Linked DNA regions of Rattus norvegicus: region 1 is linked to region 2. A link is a contact called in public Hi-C data. All regions are on one chromosome and are shown on one strand. Each heading gives the region's core, a stretch centred on a gene start, on an enhancer-like site or on the middle of the called end of the contact. The rest is flanking DNA. Distances are from core to core; before and after follow the strand shown. Region 1 holds the start of Kcnq5 (potassium voltage-gated channel subfamily Q member 5). Region 2 overlaps Kcnq5 (potassium voltage-gated channel subfamily Q member 5).

Region 1 (6,849 bases), core at 4,049-6,548, 290 kb before region 2:
TGCATGGTGGGAGCTTCATAAGCAATGCATCCTTATGAATCCCTGTTAAAGAATAATGGTAAAATGGCAGTACCACTAGGGGGCATAGAATTATAACAGAATTTTCCGGTACACTAGCTCGCAGGAGATTTTTCACTTCTGTATCAACTTGACTATTTCTAGCTATATGGATCTTGGGAGAATGTAATGATTCCACTAAAGTTACCTTTCAGAAGAAGCTTTTAAACACTACCTAAGAGATAAGACTGGCATAGTAACCTGCTAGAGTAGGCTAAATCAGTAGGGCTTCATGAATGAAACTGAAGCTAGCGTTAGGAAAGGATCAAACTATAAATACAATGTCAAAACATTAATACCATGAGACTTGGGGCTGCTTTAAACTTTGTAATAAAAATATCTACATAAGGAGACTCTTTATTTTCACAGAAAAATATGCCTACTGAAGCTATTTCTTCTTTTTAAATATAACCTGAATTCTGTTTTAAAAAAAACCCACATACTTATGAGGTTACTGTTAAAAGCAAATGAAATAATTATTTAAACCAGTGTTAGCACACTGAACACATAGTAAATACAATTATTTTACTTTGGAAATTCTGATCAGGACAATATTTTTCTTAGGAAAAAAAAGGTAGCTGCTGGCCTGGGAACAGGGAGATCTATTGAAGCCCTGTGCCCCAGCTCCTTACCAACTCCCTTCTGACAGCCACATACATGCTGTTGAAGTATAACAGTGCTCACTGCAAAGGGAAAGAGGCCTAGTGTATTCTGGAGCCAAATATGAGAGACCATGGCCTGAGAACACAGACTCAGATGACCCCTAAACGCCATGCTCCAGTGTAGTAACAGCTTTAGGAATAGCATTTTATAGGTAAGGGACAGGAAAAGCTATAAATTAAAGCATTTAAAAACTACATCTATGGTACTATCAGCAAAGCACGACCATGTTGGCTACAGGACTCATGTATCATCTGATGACATTTTTTGCCTTTGGGTTGGTGAAAGCTAAAAAAGATTTTATCTGATAGACCAACGGGAGTTAGGTCAAACGCAGAGGTGAGCAAGAAATGACAACCAAGAGGTTGAAGACAGCCCAGTAGATCCACAGCATCCCAGCTCCACCATCAGAGGCCTTCCAATCTGTCCATCGGCCTTGTAGAACGTTTAGCACAGGTGTGGCCTCTTTCTCGGAACTTCAGTTCATACCTCCTACATTCTTTCTGTGCCTGTGCCCTCAGGTCAGGCTGCTTTCCTGTGGACCATTTCTCATCAACAATGCATTTTAGGTCTCAGATTCCAATGACCAGAACCCCTAGCAGTCTGGCCACCCTCAGATGGTCTTGGATATTACGCTAGGTTTTCTGGCCTTAGCTTGTTGGAGAAACACCTTAAGAGGCTTGTGTCGTATCTCTTAGAAATTATTTATTCTGCATTAAAAAAAAGAATACTTTGGCCCACCATACTGCTATTTTTATTATGAGAAAATAAGTTTTGAGCCAATGGTTGTAATGATAGATACATATTAAATACAGTACAACTGCTATGCTTACTGACTTGACTGTGGATTACTACAAAGAGAATAAAAGGTAAAGACGCGGATCGTATAGTTTAAAGGGCATTCCTATTCAGGAGGGCAGAGGCTTCTGCCCTCATGCCAAGACTTGGTGCAAGTCACTGAGCAAGCAAGGACTTCCATTATTCTATGTTAGCAAATATTCTTACTGTTCCAAGTTTTGCAACTTGTATTATCATTGCTACTCAAACTAGCCCAGGTGGCTCATACAGGAGCAAAGTGTATCTGTATCCGTGTACAGTACCTCTGACATCACACGAGCTCATCAGAACAATACACATGGGTTTGACTGTGAGTCTACACTGTGTTGGGAGGGCTAAAACGAAGAGTAAAATACATGGCCCTGAACAAGGAAAGGAAGAGTGCTATGGCGATGCTAACCTTTGACTTTATTTAGTGTCCCTTTGTAGGCGCTACATGTGTGCGTCTTTAGCCTATAGGTGGCATTTCTAACGGTGTGATTCCAGAGTACAGTTCAGCAAGAACATATAGCAGGACAGAAAATACCTTGAAATAAATTATTTTCTAGTAACCATATTCAACTAAAATCATATCTATATAGACTTGAGGGAATTTAGTTTCCAAGGCCATATGTTTCAAGCAGGCATCGCAATGGAATAGTTGAAAGGACACTTACCTCCCTTTTTTTGAGACAGGGTTTCTCTGTGTAGCCCTAGCTGACCTGGAGCTTGCTCTGTAGATCAGCCCTCCTCTGCTTCCTGAGTGGTAGGACTAAAGGCATGTGCCGCCATTGTCAGGCTAAAGCAAAAGCATCTTAAGGGATGAGGGCCGGCCAATCAACTCATGTGTTCTAGATTAGTTAAGGGGATCCTTTGAATAGGCCTTTTTACTCAGGACACAAGCAGGGAAATAATTACAAGTTAAAGGCTAGCCTCAGCTAAATATCTAACTGGGCTACAGGGTGAGATCCTGTCGCACAAAAGCAAAATAAATAAATAAATAAATAAATAAGTGAATAAATAAATAAATAAATAAATAAATGGAATTGTCGTGTACCTTTACTATTACCCTTTCATAATATTTTAGTGTAATTATATATTCATGAAATAACGTTACATTATTTCATGCATGGCTCACTATGCCTACTGATATTTCAGCAAAAGAAATAAAAGGCAGTTTCCTAGCAACACCTGTATTCAAAGGAACAGCAACAACAATAAAAACTTAATTATAAACACTTTCTTTCCCTCAAAGTTGACTTTTGTCTATCTAGGGAAGTTACTGGGTAGCAATGAAAGCTTGGCACAGGCCGAGGCGTAGGAACAGGTCGGAACTGAGTCTTAGTCTTTCTTTCCCGGGGATGGATGAACAGGATGATCCACTAGGGTTCACACCTAGAACAGCCTTTCCCTTAACAGTCAGCGGTGCTGTAGATACAGTTCTGTCCGGTACTGTTCGGTCCATTTACTTGAAGCTGCAGAATGGGTACTCCAACTGGGAGCCAGGATGCTGGGTTCCTAGTGGCCTATCTTGTCTGTGGATACACAGACAAGCCCCCTTCTCTGGGTTTGTGATTAAGTGGATGACACTCAGAAAAGAGTGTTACAAACGTCTTCGACCTCTATAACCCTTACTAATTACAACTGTCCTTGCCATCCTCCTGCCTGGGTTTATTGACATTTTCGAAATAGACATCACAGCTTCCCTGGTTCTATTCCTGCACCCTAGGAAACCATCCTTGGACATTAAGCAGCTGACTTCCTGGGCCTTTCTGGAGGGGAAACATGGCCTTGTGTCATGCCTTAAAGAGATTTCCTGCGGGTGTGTGGGGCCCAGCCACTGAGTGAGGCAAAGGTGATCTAATCACAGTAGAAGTTTGCAGCCAAGAAAACAGCTTCGTTTAAAGGGGAAGTGGCCTTTTCGTTTTCTTATTTTCAGAAAAGCTGGGATTTTTTTTTTCTCACGTCGACAGCGTGCGCACGAGTCATTTTAAGTCTCTACATCTTTCACCCTGAAAGTCCCTGCACAGAAACTCCGCGGGGAATCTAAATATAGCTGCACCGAATTCGCCCCGCCTTCAGCCAGGGGTCTCCACGCTCTTGGATTGGAGAGCTTATTCCAGGACGCTCTCTCTCTTTTTCTCTCTGCATCTGCCTTGAATAGCAGGGCACGGAGCAATCTCTCTAGCACCTCCACGGTGTGTGGGTGTGAAGTGTATTAGGGGAAGGCAGGAGTGACTCTGGGTGTTGGCGCTGGCTCACAGTCACGTGGTACCGCTGCCAGCTGCACAGCGCTAGGGGTTAGTAGTGCCTTCTGCCCAGAGGCTTTAAAGAAAGCAAGGTCATGCTGAGTAAGAACCAGGGAGAGGTCTTCACAAAACAATAACGATAAAAATAAAAGTAAAACTTTTAGCTGACACTCTGACTGCAGAGAGCAGCTGTCTGTGGGCGTGGGTGTATGCACGGGGTGGGCGGGGGTGTTGGTAGAGTATTATCTGCTAGGGGTGAGGCAACCAAGATTTTTGCCTTAGTGTTGGTTGATATTCATGGAAATGGGGGGAAAAGGCACACGGATGGCCACTTTGCTATTGTCTACCTTGGTTTTGTATTGAAAGCACAGTTCAGTTGAACTTGGTGATTTTTTTTTTTAATGTTTGGGAGGAAGGCAGCTCTCTTGGAAGTAGTTCCCAATCCTGGCGTCCTCTCAGTTTCCCCAACGCTGAATCTGTTGTTTAATTGCTAACAATGTTTTTGAAAGGCAGAGTTCTGAGCCAGCAGCACCATAATCTCACTCTTAGCCAAGAGCGCTGGCTTTGGGGAGTCCATCTGCCAGAATTGGTAGGAGATCCAGTCAGTGGTTCCCCTCGTCTCTAAACATTGTAAGTTACAGCATCCTGTCTGAGAGGCAGGTCCTGGACTCCCCACCCTCTGCGATCCTTCTCTAACTCACTGGGGACGCCACCGTCGCGGCGGAGACTTAAAGCAGTTTTATGACTTTCTCCCACTTAAATGGAAATTTCTTGAAGGAGGGAAGTGGGTTCATTTTCCCAGGCTTCTCTGTCAGGAGGAGCTCCCTCACCGCAAAGGAGCTACTTTGGAGTTTTACGCCCTCCCCACACCCCACCCTTGGGGATGGGAAGGATGTTCTGCGACTCGCGGGCTTGTAGGATGGAAAGTCACAGCCTGCAGGCTGGATTGAGTCGCGGGAAGCTGCTGGGTCCCTGCCTGGCGCTCTCCGGGTGTGTCCATTGAACTGCGGTGGACTGGTCCCCAGCGCGGGAACCCAAGCGCCACTGCCCCAAGCGTAGCCCGGTTGGCTCGCTCCTAGGCTAGCCAGCACCTGGAGGGCAGGACAGAACCTCTCTTGCTCGCACCCATCGCCCAAGGATGGCAAGACCAGGCGCGGCGTAGCAGCGTGAGAAGCCCAGAGACCCACTCGTCCAGTTTGTTCTCGAGGCACCAGGAGGACTTAACCCTCCGAGCTCCAGGAAGAACCGAGCCAAACTCAGCCTGGGAGACCGACTTGGGATCAGGCTGGTGCTCTGCGGGGGTGCAGGGGACAGACAGACTCGAAGCCAGCTGGGTGTGCACGCGTGCGAGCGTGCCTCGGGGCATCCCGCACACCCTCGGTCCCGTGTGGCGACACTCCGCGGGGAGGAGGGAGTGGCAGCCACCGGACTAAAGGAAAGCGAGGGACACCTCACAAAGTGACGCCCCCAACAGGTCCGGATTTGGAATTGGAAGCGGCAGAAATCCGGACCTCCCCGGGCCTGCTCCGCACACCCCGCCGCCCCCGCCCGGAGCCCAGACCCTCGGCTTGCCGGCCCCCCAGGGCGCCCCGTCGGCTGCGGGCTTCCTCCTGCAGACCTGCCCGCGCACATGAAGCGGCTGCCCCCGCCGCAGGCGCCGGCGCCCCCCTCGCGGTGCCCGTGGTGATGCCATGCCCCGCCACCACGCGGGAGGAGAGGAGGGCGGTGCCGCCGGGCTCTGGGTGAGGAGCGGCGCGGCGGCGGCGGCGGGTGGGGGGCGCCCGGGCAGCGGCATGAAGGATGTGGAGTCCGGCCGCGGCAGGGTGCTGCTGAACTCGGCGGCCGCCAGGGGCGACGGCCTGCTGCTGCTCGGCACCCGCGCGGCGGCGCTCGGCGGAGGCGGCGGCGGCTTGAGAGAGAGCCGCCGGGGCAAGCAGGGGGCCCGGATGAGCCTGCTGGGGAAGCCGCTCTCCTACACCAGCAGCCAGAGCTGTCGGCGCAACGTCAAGTACCGGAGGGTGCAGAACTATCTGTACAACGTGCTGGAGAGACCCCGCGGCTGGGCGTTCGTCTACCACGCGTTCGTGTGAGTACCCGCGCCCCCACCCGCGACCCCCGTGCGGCCCTAGCCATGCCCTCTGATGGGGAGCCCCCTGCCCCTGGAGCCCCGGGGCGCACTTGGCGCCAGCGCCCTGACCCTAGGCTTGGAAACGCGCGCGCGCACACACACAGAGCTACACACACGTGGTGGGTTTTTTTTTTTTTTTTTAATTTCTTTGCACGTGTTTGCCATCCGCCCTCTGGAGCCCTCCATCTCTCTTGTGCCACCTCTGGTTCTGGTTCAGATTGAACCGTTTTGCCCCAGAGCACCCAGGGGACTGCGGGTCAGTTCCAGGTACCTGGGTGATTGAAGGCAGAAGCTAGACTTAGGGGACTCAGATAATCGGGAGCGATTAGGTCCTGATATACAGAAACTTAACTGAGTGGGGCGCCCAGGAGCTGGGAAACGCTCCGGGAGGTTGTGCACCAACCTGAGGCTGGAGAGTATATTGGAAAGATTGGGAGGGCATGGCGGGGTGGCATGGAGTGGAGAGGAGAAGGTTAAGAGTGGGTCCACAGTCAGCTCTGGGGTCAAGCAGAGGAAGCTGCTACGTGGTGGAGAGACTAGGTTGTAAGCGCGCCCGGAAACACGCCTGGCCACCATCACAGCTGTCACCAACGGAAAATCTGTCAGTGCACGCAGTAGTCATTGCCACATAGAGGTGGTCAGAGTCTGGCAGGCTATTCAAGCTCGGCTGCAGGCAGCTCCAGCTACAAGTGGAGAACCTGGGGGGAGGGGGAGGGGGGTCAGGAACATGGCCAGAGGTGCTATAACAGAAGTGCACAGGGGCCAGCTGTGAGTGACCTGGATTAAGCAGTGGGTTTAGTTGGCACTTATGGCGCTGAGACAAAGTGTCTGTGTGTGTGTGTGTGTGTGTGTGTGTGTGTGTGTGTGTGTGTGTGTAGTAAGCTCTCACCTTCGAGCAGAGAATGCGAGAATGCTTAATGAGAAAATGATTGGAAGCAA
Region 2 (6,853 bases), core at 3,766-6,265:
TTTATTTTGCTTGGCTGCTGGGTGTTGCTTCCTATGATATCTGTATGCTTTGTCAGTATTTTCAGGTAGGCTAATTTTTCTATTACAATAATAAGCTTGTCATTCAATATTAGCTCATTGATAATGATAATATATTTTCTAAACTATTGTTATGAGATGAGATAACAATGTCATGTAGAATGCATGCAATTTGTAAAATTAACCAGATTTTTATATATCCATAGGAAAATCTTGATGTCAGGGTTCTGGCTACTCAAAAAAATCATATGTTGTTGACTAAGTGAGGTTCATTTCAGCATCTCTTTATATTAAACTCTTCATGGGATAATTTTATGAGCAATTATTTTACGATGATTTTAATACATTAAATGACTTATGTATTTGCGACTGAAAAAAAAGAATGCCCTCAACCCAATCTTATGAAGGCACTTTTTTCAGTCGAGGTTCCCCCTTCTCAGATGACTTCACTGTGTCAAATTAGTCCTGAAACTATCCAGCATGCTACTCCATAGTCAATAGCATTATCATCCCACATGTTGGCAGGATTGCAAATCCTCACTGTATTACTTGGTGGAGTCAGGCAGGCTGGCAAGATATCTATTAAGATATGATAGTTTCTGTTTTCTCATCACACATAGGATTTGGTAAGTTATTACTCAGTGTCATTGCTGACGTTCAGCAATCCTAGGAAACTCATAATCCGTTCCTTGTAAGACTACAGAAATTGCACGAATTAAGACAAAAGTAAAAATCCGGGGCAAGCAGCTCATTATAGGACTTTAAAAGTGACATTAATACCACAAGATTGCAGATCTTCCTCGGGGATTTGTACTGTGTCCTGAGGATCTCTGGAAGACTCTAAGTTATAGCATGTGATATTTGCGCCCACAGAAAAATTACACAGTATATGATTAGATAAGATAATGGATTTTGATGTCTTATACGTGGAAAGAGTTGTTTTCCCAGCCCTTGCAGATGCTATTCTTTTTTTTTTTTTTATTAACTTGAGTATTTCTTATATACATTTCGAGTGTTAATCCCTTTCCCAGTATCCGGGCAAACATCCCCCTCCCTCTCCCCTCCCCTATGGGTGTTCCCCTCCCAACCCTCCCCCCATTGCCGCCCTCCCCCCATAGTCTAGTTCACTGGGGGTTCAGTCTTAGCAGGACCCAGGGCTTCCCCTTCCACTGGTGCTCTTACTAGGATATTCATTGCTACCTATGAGGTCAGAGTCCAGGGTCAGTCCATGTATAGTCTTTAGGTAGTGGCTTAGTCCCTGGAAGCTCTGGTTGCTTGGCATTGTTGTACATATGGGGTCTCGAGCCCCTTCAAGCTCTTCCAGTTCTTTCTCTGATTCCTTCAACGGGGGTCCTATTCTCAGTTCAGTGGTTTGCAGATGCTATTCTTATAAAAAGCAATAACCCACTCCTAAGTCTCTCCTTGATTTTTGGTAGTTTTTTTTTTTCTTACATGATTTCTTCACCAAAAGTTAAATAATGTCTATGGGTTGTCACATAGAACACATTCACATCTTAAGCGATGTAAGAAAAAAAAAACAGATTTCTTTTCTTCCTATCTGAGGTTCATAGCCGGTGTTGCTGTAATTAAACATATAACAAGAGATGAGCAGACAAATTTATCTAAATTTCCGTGGTTTGAAAACCCATTTCAAGAAAACAGTGAATGGTTTTATGGGTTTTGCCTGACAGACAAGCAACAGTCACGGAAAGAGGTGGTCAGATGAAGAAGGGGGTGTGATCCAAAGTAGTCACCAGGAGACCTTAACAAACTCACTTGTTTGATTTTCTCCTCATGTCTGTGAGCTACGAATGCTTCTTCCCATTGGAATGAAGAAAGCAGTTCTGGAAACAAAGGTCTTGTGAAGGGATGCTAATAGAGTGTGACATCCTAGGACCTGCCTGGTGTGTGCTGCACTACAGAAAACAAGCTGAGGATGTCTTCTGCCATTTTAGTTTTGTAGATGTCTATGTGTTGTGTTTTGGATCCCTGTACTTGAAGGCCAGTGACTAGAAGGTATTCCCATTTAGGTTCAGCAACTTGGAGTGGAAACCCTGACATGTCCAGAGGACATTTGACAAAAGCTGCTGTCTTTATTCAAGCCAGGCAAGAAAATCACAAGGATTTGCTACAATAGAATAACTACGGAAAGGCTGAAGTAGATCCACTGTCTGTGTCACCAGGGATGGAAAAGGAAGCAAGGTGACTCCCAGCCTGTGAACGCATCATTTTGTTGTTCCTGGAAGGGATGTGTCAGGGGTGCATTTTTAGGTCCTAGAGAGGGCGTCCACTCCAGACCTTGAGGATGACCACAGTCTCTTCCGTGTCACTTTCATGCACTGAAGGACCATGTACTTCCTGACACATCTGCCTCCCTTTGGGCTCCCTCGTCCCTATTTAAGACCAATTTTCGAACTATGCTAAAGAAGCATCAAGCCTTGCAGATACAAAGAACAAACTTGAGTTTCTTTCCCAAGTAGACACTTGGGAAGTGGTGATACTAAACTACTTAGGAGTGGTAATGCTTTGCAGCTAAGAGTGAGTAGCCCTGGACAAACCACAATGTTGACGACTCCCAGTCTAGGCTCAAGCTAAGTACTTTGGAGGGCATGTGTTTTCATGTTGGCCAACTTCATGTCAGCTTGATACAGGCTAGAGTCATCTGAGAGTTGGAAAATGCCTCCATAAGATTAGGCTCTAGGCAAGACATTAGGCTGTAGGCAGGACATTTTTTAAATTAGTGATTGATGTGGGAAGCTCCAGGTGGGCAGGGCAACTCCTGGGTTGGTGGCCATAGATTCTATAAGAAAGCAGGCTTACCAAGCCACAAGGAGCAAGCCAGTAAGCAGCACCCCTTCATGGCCTATGCATCAGCTCCTAACTTTAGATTCCTGCCCTGTTTGAGATCTGATCCTGGCTTTGGTGGACTATTATGTCGAAGCATTAAGTAATAAGCTTTTGATCTCCAATTTGCTTTTGGTCATGGAGTTTCACCACAGCAGTACTAACTCTGTCTAATACAGAGTCTGAGGAGGACAGAGCCTTTGAGAGAATGATGTTCAGAACTTCTCCTAGTCTAAGTAAGCATACAAAACTCAAATCAACTCCGTTTCTGGCTCTCTTGCCTCTCCTGGCACTAGAAAATTCTTCCTTTTTCATTGTTCTACATTTTGAAATCAGATATAGCAGAAAGACATAAGAACGAAGCAAGAATCAAATAACAGAACCTATTAATTTACAAAGGTAAAAGGCTTCAGATTACGTAACCAAAAGAGAAGATGTTGAAAGGAACAACTTAATAATTGGTTTTTAGCAAAAGAGAAAGAAAATATGTTGTGATGGTTGTTCTCCTTCACAGAAGAAAAACCAAGGAAAATTGGCCACATTTGGCAACAAGATATATTTAGGTTAGTCAAACTTATTAGATACAAAGGTGTCTATTCTAAATATAAGGAGTATATAATTTGGTGCTTAAGATATGTCCTGGTTTTCAGGGTGTTTTGCCTCCTATTTTAGAAAAGTTTGAATAAGTATTGAATCTCGTCTCTGAATTTTAAAAAGGCCAACTGTTTTCACTTCTTTAAAAAAAATCAGCAAAATTAATCAAATAGTTTGACTTGATATGCACATCATGCACAACTTCCAAAAATAATGGGGTTTTGTCCTGAGAAATGACATTTTAGAAAAACAATCTTTTTAGATAAGAAAAGTTTATGCTACAAATCTGAAGACTTAAAGTACAACAGACCTTTGTCAGTGATCTCTCTTTCTCAGACACACATACATGCATTCTCTCACACACGTTCTCCTTCTCAGACATGAACATGCATGCATTCTCACATGCATGCTTTCTGTCTCTGTCTGTCTCTGTCTGTCTGTCTCTGTCTGTCTGTCTGTCTGTCTCTCTCTCTCTCTCTCTGTCTGTCACACACACACACACACACACACACACACACACACACACACACACACACACAGAGGCATAATGCCCAGGTATTAATGGTTCTGGACCCTTAATGAACTAATAACTGTTGAGCATGGGAAACCTGATCTTCCTCGGGACAAATCCCTGATAGTTTATCTGACACCAAGCATTCCTCCCTCCACACATACACACATCAACAGGGTATGTCTATAAACATTTATATGTAACAATAATAATTAATAATTTCAGGCTATTAGTTTAGGAAGACCCGGGGTAGAGGAACACAGGAGGAGTTAGGAAGAGTGAATAAATAATGTAAATGTATATGAAATTCTGAAAAGTAGATCAAATATTTGAAAATTTAAAGAGACCAGTATTAAAAATAAAAGTCTTTTCTATAATTGTTTTAAAAATCTGCATCTATTACCAAAAAAAAAAATGACAAGTTCATTACTGTACATGTGTTTTCACGTCTAACCTTATGTAACCATTTATATAAGATCCTGTCTTTGAATATTCACACATAAAAATAAATCTGTCTTGAAATGTAAGATCCATGCGATGCATCAGCCCCCCAAAAGAGCATATTCTGTACCACTGAGCTCGCACTGTCTCCAAATTCACAGGGAGGGTGTAGTGCAAACAGAGCCCCCACTTGGATCTGCTAATTGAGTCCTCCCTAGGAGGAGGATATGAGGTGGTTTTGGCTTTAATCCCAGGTAGACAATCTCGGGGAATTGAGTCATCACTACAGAATTGGTCTTTTGGAGAAAAATTCATTCTTTAATGTTAAATTATTAAAGCTGAGCTCTTTTACACAACTCCGAGAACAGCACTGGCAGAGCAGAATCCATGGTGGTTTCTGTGGTAGCAATTCCTCATTTTATGTCTTTTTCCCAGCCACGTTATTGTTTGCACAGCATTAATAACAAGTATTAATTCCTCAACCGAAGCAAAAAGAATTCAGGTTTCACCCTGAATATTACATAGCTATACTGTAGTAACTACAAGATAGCATCACTGTCTTAAAATACTTGGAATGCCTCTGATATCAACACGTACAGTCTTAGGCATCTCAGGGGATGGGGGGAATAGATTGGAAGAAAACTGAAGTGTGCTGGGAGGAGCTGGGTTCGCACAGATGATAAAGAGGAGAATTCCAATGAGGTGACTCCTTCTCACTAATACTTTTGTCGATGCCCTGTTTCCCAAATAGCACCAGACAGCAAGGGCATGTGTGCCTGCAGTGTGATTATTCTGCCCATCAATCTTAACAATAGTTCTTCCCTAATCTAAAGAGGGGGGACATTTTTCCTGTTCTCACTTCCACTGAAGTGGAAATGAGTTTATTTTCACATCTCACCTGTGGGTGATTTGCAGATTTCAAATAACTGAAGCCTTCTTTAGCTATTCAACTTAGAGTTTTCTTTTACTTACCAAACTTCTTGACCTTACTAATTATTAACAATGACTATTACAGAGCAGGGATTAGGGAAAGTTCCTGATTATAACCTCAAAGTGTTGAGTGTTGACTGCCTTGCATTCCTTTCTATTGCCAGAGAAACAAAACAAAAACATAGAATCACAGTGGGATTCTGGGGCATGAAAAAAATATGTAGCCACACCATATCCTGATGATGGGATTTTCTCTTTGGCATTGAATGTTCCAGTGTAAGTCAGGGGAGCTGGAAAGCAGAGTTACTTTGTGCAAGGACCTTCCACTGCACCTTTGTGGGATGCCTTTCTCAATTGTGTGACAATTTCCCAATTGTCAGTGGGAATTACTGTTTCAAGATGAACTGAGAGAAGTCTTTGGGTAAGGAAGACTAGCAACCAATAAGAGGCAGGAAAAAAAATGTTCCAGTGTTGTTCAGTAAGTAAAAGCCCTAGACTTTCTGGACCATTTCTCCCAGTAGTTATGATGCTTCTCACTGATGAAAACACCTATCAGTCTTCCTCAAGTATTGAAAATCTCAGCTCTACAGTCACTTCCAAGATACCCTAGGGAGATTATGTTGTTCTGAAATATCCCTATAGGTGCGTATTACTTCCATTTGAAGTCTTCATTTCCTTGTTCTCTTCCTGCAACGTAAACATGTTTCCTGACCATGCATTAACATTGTGATATTCATAGAAATAATTCTTCTAATCTAGATACAATGGCGTGTGTCTGTAATCAAAGCACTCAGCATGGTGACACAAGAGGGTTGGAAGTTTGAGGCCAGCCTCAGTTTCATAGCTTGAGGCTATAGAAGAAGGAAAATAGTGGGAAAGAAAGATAAAGAAGAGTGGGGGAGAGGGAAGAGGGAAGTGAGAAAGAAAGATAAGCAGAGAGGAGAGAAAGGAGAAAGGCAGGCAAGCAGGGAGGGGGAAAGGGAGAGAGGGAAGGAGGGAGGGAGGGAGGAAGGAAGGAAGGAAGGAAGGAAGGAAGGAAGGAAGGAAGGAAGGAAGGAATGGGAGGGAATATAAAAAAGAGAAAATTAGCTTCCATTCTGAGAAGAGAAGCAAGGAGGACATAAGGGGGTGCAGACACTGAAGAGCTGGTGCAGGTGAGAGGGATGAAGGGGTCAGCCCTACAATTGGATCTCCCTATGAAGCAGGGTACTCCTGCTACTGCTGTCTCTTACCAAATCCTTGAAATTGACTTAGACTGAATACATCTTGAGAAAGCATGAGGCTAGACGAAATGCCAATGCATCTTTTGCTATATGTTGCAAATTTGAAATATGCTTCAATGAGTGACCAGAATGAGAGTAAATGAAGTTTTTATAAAGCTTTTTTTTTAATTTAGAGAGTACTTTATTAGTTTTTGTAATCAAACCCACGTATATAAGACCTTACATATTTAATACAGTGTGTTACCCCTGTACAAATGGAAAAAACTTAAGTTCAACATTTCTAGACCAATAT

Evidence for each region. Hi-C and Micro-C count contacts between places; a contact is called where the count stands out from the background.
Region 1: a Hi-C map of frontal cortex shows a contact between it and region 2, with 1.7 times the contacts expected there. The contact joins the promoter of Kcnq5 here to the enhancer-like site in region 2.

What each region holds. Positions count from the first base shown.
Region 1 is chr9:31,889,730-31,896,578 of GRCr8, reverse strand. Kcnq5 (potassium voltage-gated channel subfamily Q member 5) reads left to right here and starts at 5,298. Exons shown (of 15, transcript NM_001134643.2): 1 at 5,298-5,868. The coding sequence starts at 5,474.
Region 2 is chr9:31,599,578-31,606,430 of GRCr8, reverse strand. The region is part of intron 1 of Kcnq5 (potassium voltage-gated channel subfamily Q member 5); the gene reads left to right. Among named protein-coding and RNA genes, the nearest start is that of Khdc1b, 280 kb to the right of the region's middle. Within about 2 kb of position 5,015, at least 18 of the 93 cell types and tissues checked have an H3K27ac peak or open chromatin away from gene starts, as enhancers often do.